Regions from separate parts of the Mus musculus genome. Here region 1 is linked to region 2. A link is a contact called in public HiChIP or PLAC-seq data. All regions are on one chromosome and are shown on one strand. Each heading gives the region's core, a stretch centred on a gene start, on an enhancer-like site or on the middle of the called end of the contact. The rest is flanking DNA. Distances are from core to core; before and after follow the strand shown. Region 1 overlaps Atf6 (activating transcription factor 6). Region 2 overlaps Nos1ap (nitric oxide synthase 1 (neuronal) adaptor protein).

Region 1 (3,194 bases), core at 694-3,193, 440 kb before region 2:
TAACTGTATAGCTTCTTCTCTTGCTGCTGTGGCAAAACCCCTGACCAGTGCAACCTAAGGAGTAACGGTCTCTTTTGACTCAGTCTGTCATGGATGGGAAGGCATGGCCGCAGGAGACGAGGCTGATGGTCACATCGTGACCATGGTCAGAAAGCAGACAGACAAACGTCCCTGCTTTGCCTGCTTTCTCTGTTTCTGAAGCCTGACACCTCAGCCCATGGAGCAAGGCTGCCCACATTCAGTGTGGGTCTTCCCACTTGAGTCTAACTAGGAAGTGCCTCACAGTTATGCCTAGGAATCTGTTTTCAAGGTGGTTCTAGGTCCCGTCAAGTTAGTAACCAGTATAAACCAGTACAGCAGTGAAAGGGACTTCTGACTTGTGGTCCTGCTGCCCCAGCATCCCAAGTGCTAGGATTGCAGGGTTCTTTTAAAGGTAGTCTTACTGTGTTGCCCAGGCTGGGCTTCAGTGCAGGAATGTGCCACTGTGTCTGGCCTGGGTTGTTTCCTTCCTTCCTTCCTTCCTTCCTTCCTTCCTTCCTTCCTTCCTTCCTTCCTTCCTTCCTTCCTTCCTTCCCTCCCTCCCTCCCTCCCTCCCTCCCTCCCTCCCTCCCTCCCTCCCTCCCTCCCTCCCTCCCTCCCTCCCTCTCTCTCTCTCTCTCTCTCTCTCTCTCTCTCTCTTTCTTTCTTTCTTTCTTTCTTTCTTTCTTTCTTTCTTTCTTTCTTTCTTTCTTTCTTTCTTTCTTTCTTTCAGCAGGATTTCACTGTGTAGCTCTGGCTGGCCTGGAACTTATTATGGAGACTAGGTTGGCCTTGAACTTGTAGAGATCCTTCTGTCTCTGCCTTCTAGGTGTAGAGATTAAAATAATAACCAGCACGCCTAGCCTGGTTATTCTTCTTCTTCTTTATATTTATATAAGGTGCACATATATTTATTTTATTATTATTGTTCTTACTAGTTCTGTTATTGTTGCTGCTGCTCTTCCTCCACTTCCTCTTATCCATGTCCTTATCCTTTTTCCTGCCTTTTACCTCTCTTCCTCCTTTCCTTCTATTCTTCCTCCTCCTGTTACTCAAAAGCTTATCACTCAGAAAGACATTCTCTAATTTTTTATTGTTTTTTGTTTTTGTTTTGTTTGTTTGTTTGTTTTTTCGAGACAGGGTTTCTCTGTAGCCCTGGCTATCTTGGAACTCACTCTATAGACCAGGCTGGCCTTGAACTCAGAAATCTGCCTACCTCTGCCTCCCAAGTGCTGGGACTAAAGGCATGCGCTACCACCGCCTGGCTAATTTTTTATTCTTGTTCTCTTGCTTACACTGCCTTTTTATTTGGAATGATCTTAAATTTGCAAATATATTGTGGAGATTTTTGTCTGAGCCATTTGAGGGTCAGTTGGCCACTGAATTCCAAATTCTATAATGTCTACCTCCTATGAACAAGAATGTTTTTTTTAACAACAATACAGCCACCAAAACCAGGAACTAAACATTGATATATAACAATAATCTCATCTGTAGCCCTGTAGGCATATTTGTTTTAGCTATTTTATTTGGTTTTTATGTACCTCTTTCTCCCTTCCAGCCCTTATTCCTTCCAACCCCCCATCACCAGGTAGTAGAGAAGGAAGGGTGGAGGAGAAAGGAGGCTAGGTCTCTTTAAACTACTTCCTGCTGACTAAAGCAAGTCTAATCTTCCGCTACCGGGAAGTCCAGCTTCTTCTGGTCTCTTTCCTCTCAACCATCAGCAGCAGGAGCAGGACCCAGCAGGGGGTACAGCCGAACAGCCAGGCTTCTTCCTTAGTGTTCCCCTGCCCCTCAGAGTTCCCTCAGCCCCCTCTGGCATTTGGCTTTTTTTTTTTTTTCTCTCGCTCAAGAGTTCCCAGAATTAAGCTATCTGCACTGGGCACAGATCCTGCCCCTGCTGGAGCACGAGGCAGTCAGTCTGCTGCTGTGGATAAGCTGAAGGAGGCCACACCAGGGATTAAAACAGAAACATGTCTCCGTAGCATAACTGAGGTTAAAAGAAACCAAAACTCGCACTACCCAGTCCCGGTTTAGATTGTGCAATTTCCCATGTAGCTCCCCTTAGATTCAGACCAGCAAAAGCATCAGGTTATGTTGCATGTGGTTGTCTTTCTGCTTTAATTTTCTTTATTCTGGAACAATTCTTCCTTCTTGACTTCGTGCTTTAATGACCTTATCATTTGGAGTGCCAGACGTTTCCTCAGGATTGGAGTCAGCTTTAGTGTCTATGGCAGGAATGCCACAGAAGTGGTTTTGTGTCTGTCTTTTGTTTGTTTGTTTTAGCCTCTCTCTCTCTGTCTCTCTGTCTCTCTCTTTCTCTCTCTTGGTTTTTGAGACAGGGTTTCTCTGTATAGCTTTAGCTGTTTGGCTGTCTTGGAACTTGCTCTGTTTACCAGGTTGGCTTGCAGCTCATATAGATCACCCACCTCTGCCTCCTAAGTCCTAGGATTAAAGTAGTAAGGATGTCACCACTACCAGATCTGTTTTTGCCTTTTGAGATAGGATCTCACCTAGTTCGAACTGGTTTAAAGTTGCTATGTAATGGAAAATGGCCTTCAACTCCTGATTCTCCTGCTTTCACCTCCCAAGAACTGAGGTTACAGGTGCAGGCCACCCACACTCCACCTTGTCATTTATTTTTGATGATAAGATTCAGTTTGATGACAGTTTGAGGTGGTCCTGTTACTGGTGATGTTCACCTCAGTCAGCTGACAGCATCTGCTAGGCTCTCAGCCAAGAAGCTGCTCTTTTCTCCCTTTGCTAGTTGCCAGTATTTTGTGAAGAAGGTACTTTTAAACCGTGGAAAAGTACTGCTCTTAAAATAATAAGCTGGGCGTGGTGGCGCACGCCTTTAATCCCAGCACTCGGGAGGCAGAGGCAGGCAGATTTCTGAGTTTGAGGCCAGCCTGGTCTACAAAGTGAGTTCCAGGACAGCCAGGGCTATACAGGGAAACCCTGTCTCGAAAAACCAAAAATAAAAAAATAAAAAAAAAAATGAACATTTACTTTTTTATTTTGTGTGTCTTATGTATGGTTGTTCATGATGGCTCACAGTGAGTGTGTGAAAGTCAGACTCTTTCTACCACATGGGTTCCGGGGGTTGAACTCAGTGCCTTTACTCGCTAATCTGTTCTCCTGCCCGAATGTGCGGGTCTTTGTCAAGCTATCCATCA
Region 2 (2,927 bases), core at 354-2,853:
CAGTAGAATGGCCACATTTTTTTAAAAGAAGAAATCAGCCTAAGAGTAGACTAGAAATACAAACCAGGAGCCCTTAGAGTCTGACTGCTTGAATTCCAAAGCAGAACAAGGGGAAAGGTGGGGCTGAGGGTAAGGGTGTGTGTGTGTGTGTGTGTGTGTGTGTGTGTGTGTGTGTGTGTGTGTAGTGGGTGGGGCTGAGGATAGGTGTGTGTGTGTGTTTGTGTGTGTATCAGATGGGGTGGGTGTGTAGGGACTGAGAGTAGGTATAAGTGTTACAGGGTGGGGCTGAAGGTAGGTGTGTGTGTGTGTGTGTGTGTGTGTGTACAGGGTGGGGCTGAGGGTTGTCCAAAGAATGAACATAGGAAAAGTTTTTCTGTTAACAGAATTCTATTTCCAAATGGAAAGGACCCATTGAGTGCCCCAGATGCCTTCAGGCAAAATGCACGTAGAGATGGGTTTCTTTTTCACACTGGTATGCTAGAGCTTTCCTTGTTAGCTGGCCACCCCATCCCATTTCTGGCTTAGAAGAGGCCTCAGTATATCCAGAGAAGCAGGGTGGGTTTGGGGGTGCCCTCCTGTTAAGCTCATTGAGTTTGAAATGTGTGAGCCACCTTGTAGGCAGTTTCTCAAGGTCAGTGGCCTTTTCAGGTCCAGACAGCACTGTTCATGAACAGATCAGTTTAAATTGGATTTGTTGTTGTTCTCTGTAGCCACTGGGGAAGCAGTTACGAGATAAGGAGACGTCAATCGAGGGGGTCTTCTACAAAGTGACCTTCAACACTTTAAGAAATGGACAAACACATTGAAGTTTTTTTTTAATTATTGCTTATTTTAAAGCTGTGATCTAAATGTAATTGGTTACAACTGAGTATTTCTTCCTAATTATACTTTTTTAAAAAGCTGTGGGGAAAAGTAGTTGAAACTGAACTCCTTTTAGCCTGGAGAAAAATTGTTTTCTTTTGGGCATAATTATGCCACACTGATAAATTGTTAAATGGCATGTTATTATGGAACTTAGTCATAGAGGATCTTTGATTTGGGCTCAGGGTACACTGATTGCTACAGAACAAGTTGCCCATTAGAGGTCATTTTCAAAGAGCTGTCACCACTGCATTTTCCTTTTTCAATTTTCTTCTGAAAAAAAAAAAGTAGGAAAGAGAGCAATTTACCTGTGGTCCTTCCTCTCAGTAGCCCCATTACCTAAAAGCCATTAAGTTCTTAGGGAAAGAGAAGCAGGCTACAGAGGCTGAGTCTGTGGTCTGTAGATAGAAAAAAACATAGCAGTTGGCCTTGAAGTCTGGGGGGCCACGAAGCAATCAGCACTGACCAAATATATAGATCCATCAGCTCTGAGATTTCATGGTAGGTTCTTTAGAATAGCCAGATAGGTTGAAAATAAACAGAAGAGAACACCAGGGTTGCTTTGGGAAGATTATCCCTCTTCAAATTAGATGGCAGCCAGCCAAGTCCCCCGCCCCCAACCCTCCTGCCTGGGGTCTTCCTTTCTTCAGCTATAGATGATGCTAACAAGCCTAGGTTTATAGACCGTATATGCCTTTCCTGCCCCACGGGGAGCAGCTGGGCTCTGTAATGCTTCTTGGCTTTGTCCCTTTGCTTCTTCACATTCTTAACACAGCAGCCCCAGCCAGCCACCTACATTGTCAGAGGAAGTCCTTGTACTTGGCTAAAAATTCCGTGAATAGTCACTGAAGAGAAGAGGCTGACCTTACATAATATCTACCTTCAAAGAGTTTATATGTCTACTTTTGAAGAGCTTAGATGCTGGTTGCAAGGAGGAAAAAGAACCTTGTTCAGAGCAGGAAGTAATATATATATATATATTATTATTATTGTAAAGCTAGCTAGCCTATTCCTTAAGGCTGTGATAGTCACAGGAGGTCTTATTTGAAATAGAACTATAGGATAAGATGGATTAGGGACTGAGTAGGAATTTGGGGGTAGTAATTGCTAAGTCCAAGTATAGAGATGGGGGAAAACTAAGTATGCTCAGGACAGACAATACAGTAGAGCGCTGGAATTATTGCAGGAAGTCAGTGGTTCTTTTATCCTTTTTATTTTTAGAGTGAAAGGGTTTGTTCAACAAAATAGTACAAGGGATGCCTATATATAAATGCTCAGACGGCAGCTTTGGCTGAAGAGCAGGATGGGGAGCTAGTACGGGTGCCAAGGTCTCTGCCCCATGGTGTCTTTGAGGTTCCTTATCACATGCAGGACATAGCATACAAGACACATGTGATAGGGAGCTGCTTGGTGAGAAAAAGAGAACTGATTTGAATCTGGTGGTAGTGCTCAGTATCAGTTTTGATCCTCTTGTTTCAGCCGTGGGTGATGTGGAACATCTTTAGTCAGGTCCTAAGATGCAATGTTTTAGAAAGATTAAAATGGGGAGGGCATGCCTCTTCTTCTGACACCCAGCATGATTCATGGAATAGCCCCAAAGGTGTGGTGAAAGGAGGGTGGCCACTTTTTCCACATAGAGATCCAATTATGTATGGCTAGAATAACTCGTGTGTGGAGACACTAAGGGCCAAGTTGGTGAGCACTAGATACTGTTAAATAGGATAATGGAATGATAGTGCCCTAGAAGCTATTAAAGATCACTGGGTTCAATGGCTAAATTATATGAGGATTATTATGGTGCTGATGTGGCAAATGAGGGGGAATAGTGGCCTTTGAATGGGAGAGACCAGTTCAGCCCCATCTGTGCTGGTTCCCAGGGCTTCAGCTCTGCTCTGCATCACTTATCATGAGTAGCCATCTCTCTTGCCTCTCATTCTGATAACTTTCACCATTTCCTCCACCACCAATTCTGTTTCAATCAGGGTGGGCTCCATAACAGAGCACCAGAGATATGGTTGCTCAATAGCAAGCATTTATTACTCATAGCCTGGGGACTGGCAGCCAGC

Evidence for each region. HiChIP or PLAC-seq counts read pairs in DNA pulled down with a chosen protein or histone mark.
Region 1: a contact with region 2 is called in an H3K27ac HiChIP or PLAC-seq map of microglia, with 5 times the contacts expected there. The contact joins two enhancer-like sites. A contact is called at or near these places in 1 of 39 promoter capture datasets (the 3T3-L1 cell line) and 1 of 115 datasets of contacts at active chromatin or transcription factors (microglia).

The regions. Positions count from the first base shown.
Region 1 is chr1:170,844,685-170,847,878 of GRCm38.p6, reverse strand. All of the region lies in intron 4 of Atf6 (activating transcription factor 6), which reads left to right. Among named protein-coding and RNA genes, the nearest start is that of Gm29733, 4.7 kb to the left of the region's middle. Within about 2 kb of position 1,943, at least 100 of the 459 cell types and tissues checked have an H3K27ac peak or open chromatin away from gene starts, as enhancers often do. A contact at or near this core is called in microglia, where this site is marked.
Region 2 is chr1:170,407,922-170,410,848 of GRCm38.p6, reverse strand. The region is part of intron 2 of Nos1ap (nitric oxide synthase 1 (neuronal) adaptor protein); the gene reads left to right. Among named protein-coding and RNA genes, the nearest start is that of Spata46, 100 kb to the right of the region's middle. Within about 2 kb of position 1,603, at least 10 of the 459 cell types and tissues checked have an H3K27ac peak or open chromatin away from gene starts, as enhancers often do. A contact at or near this core is called in microglia, where this site is marked.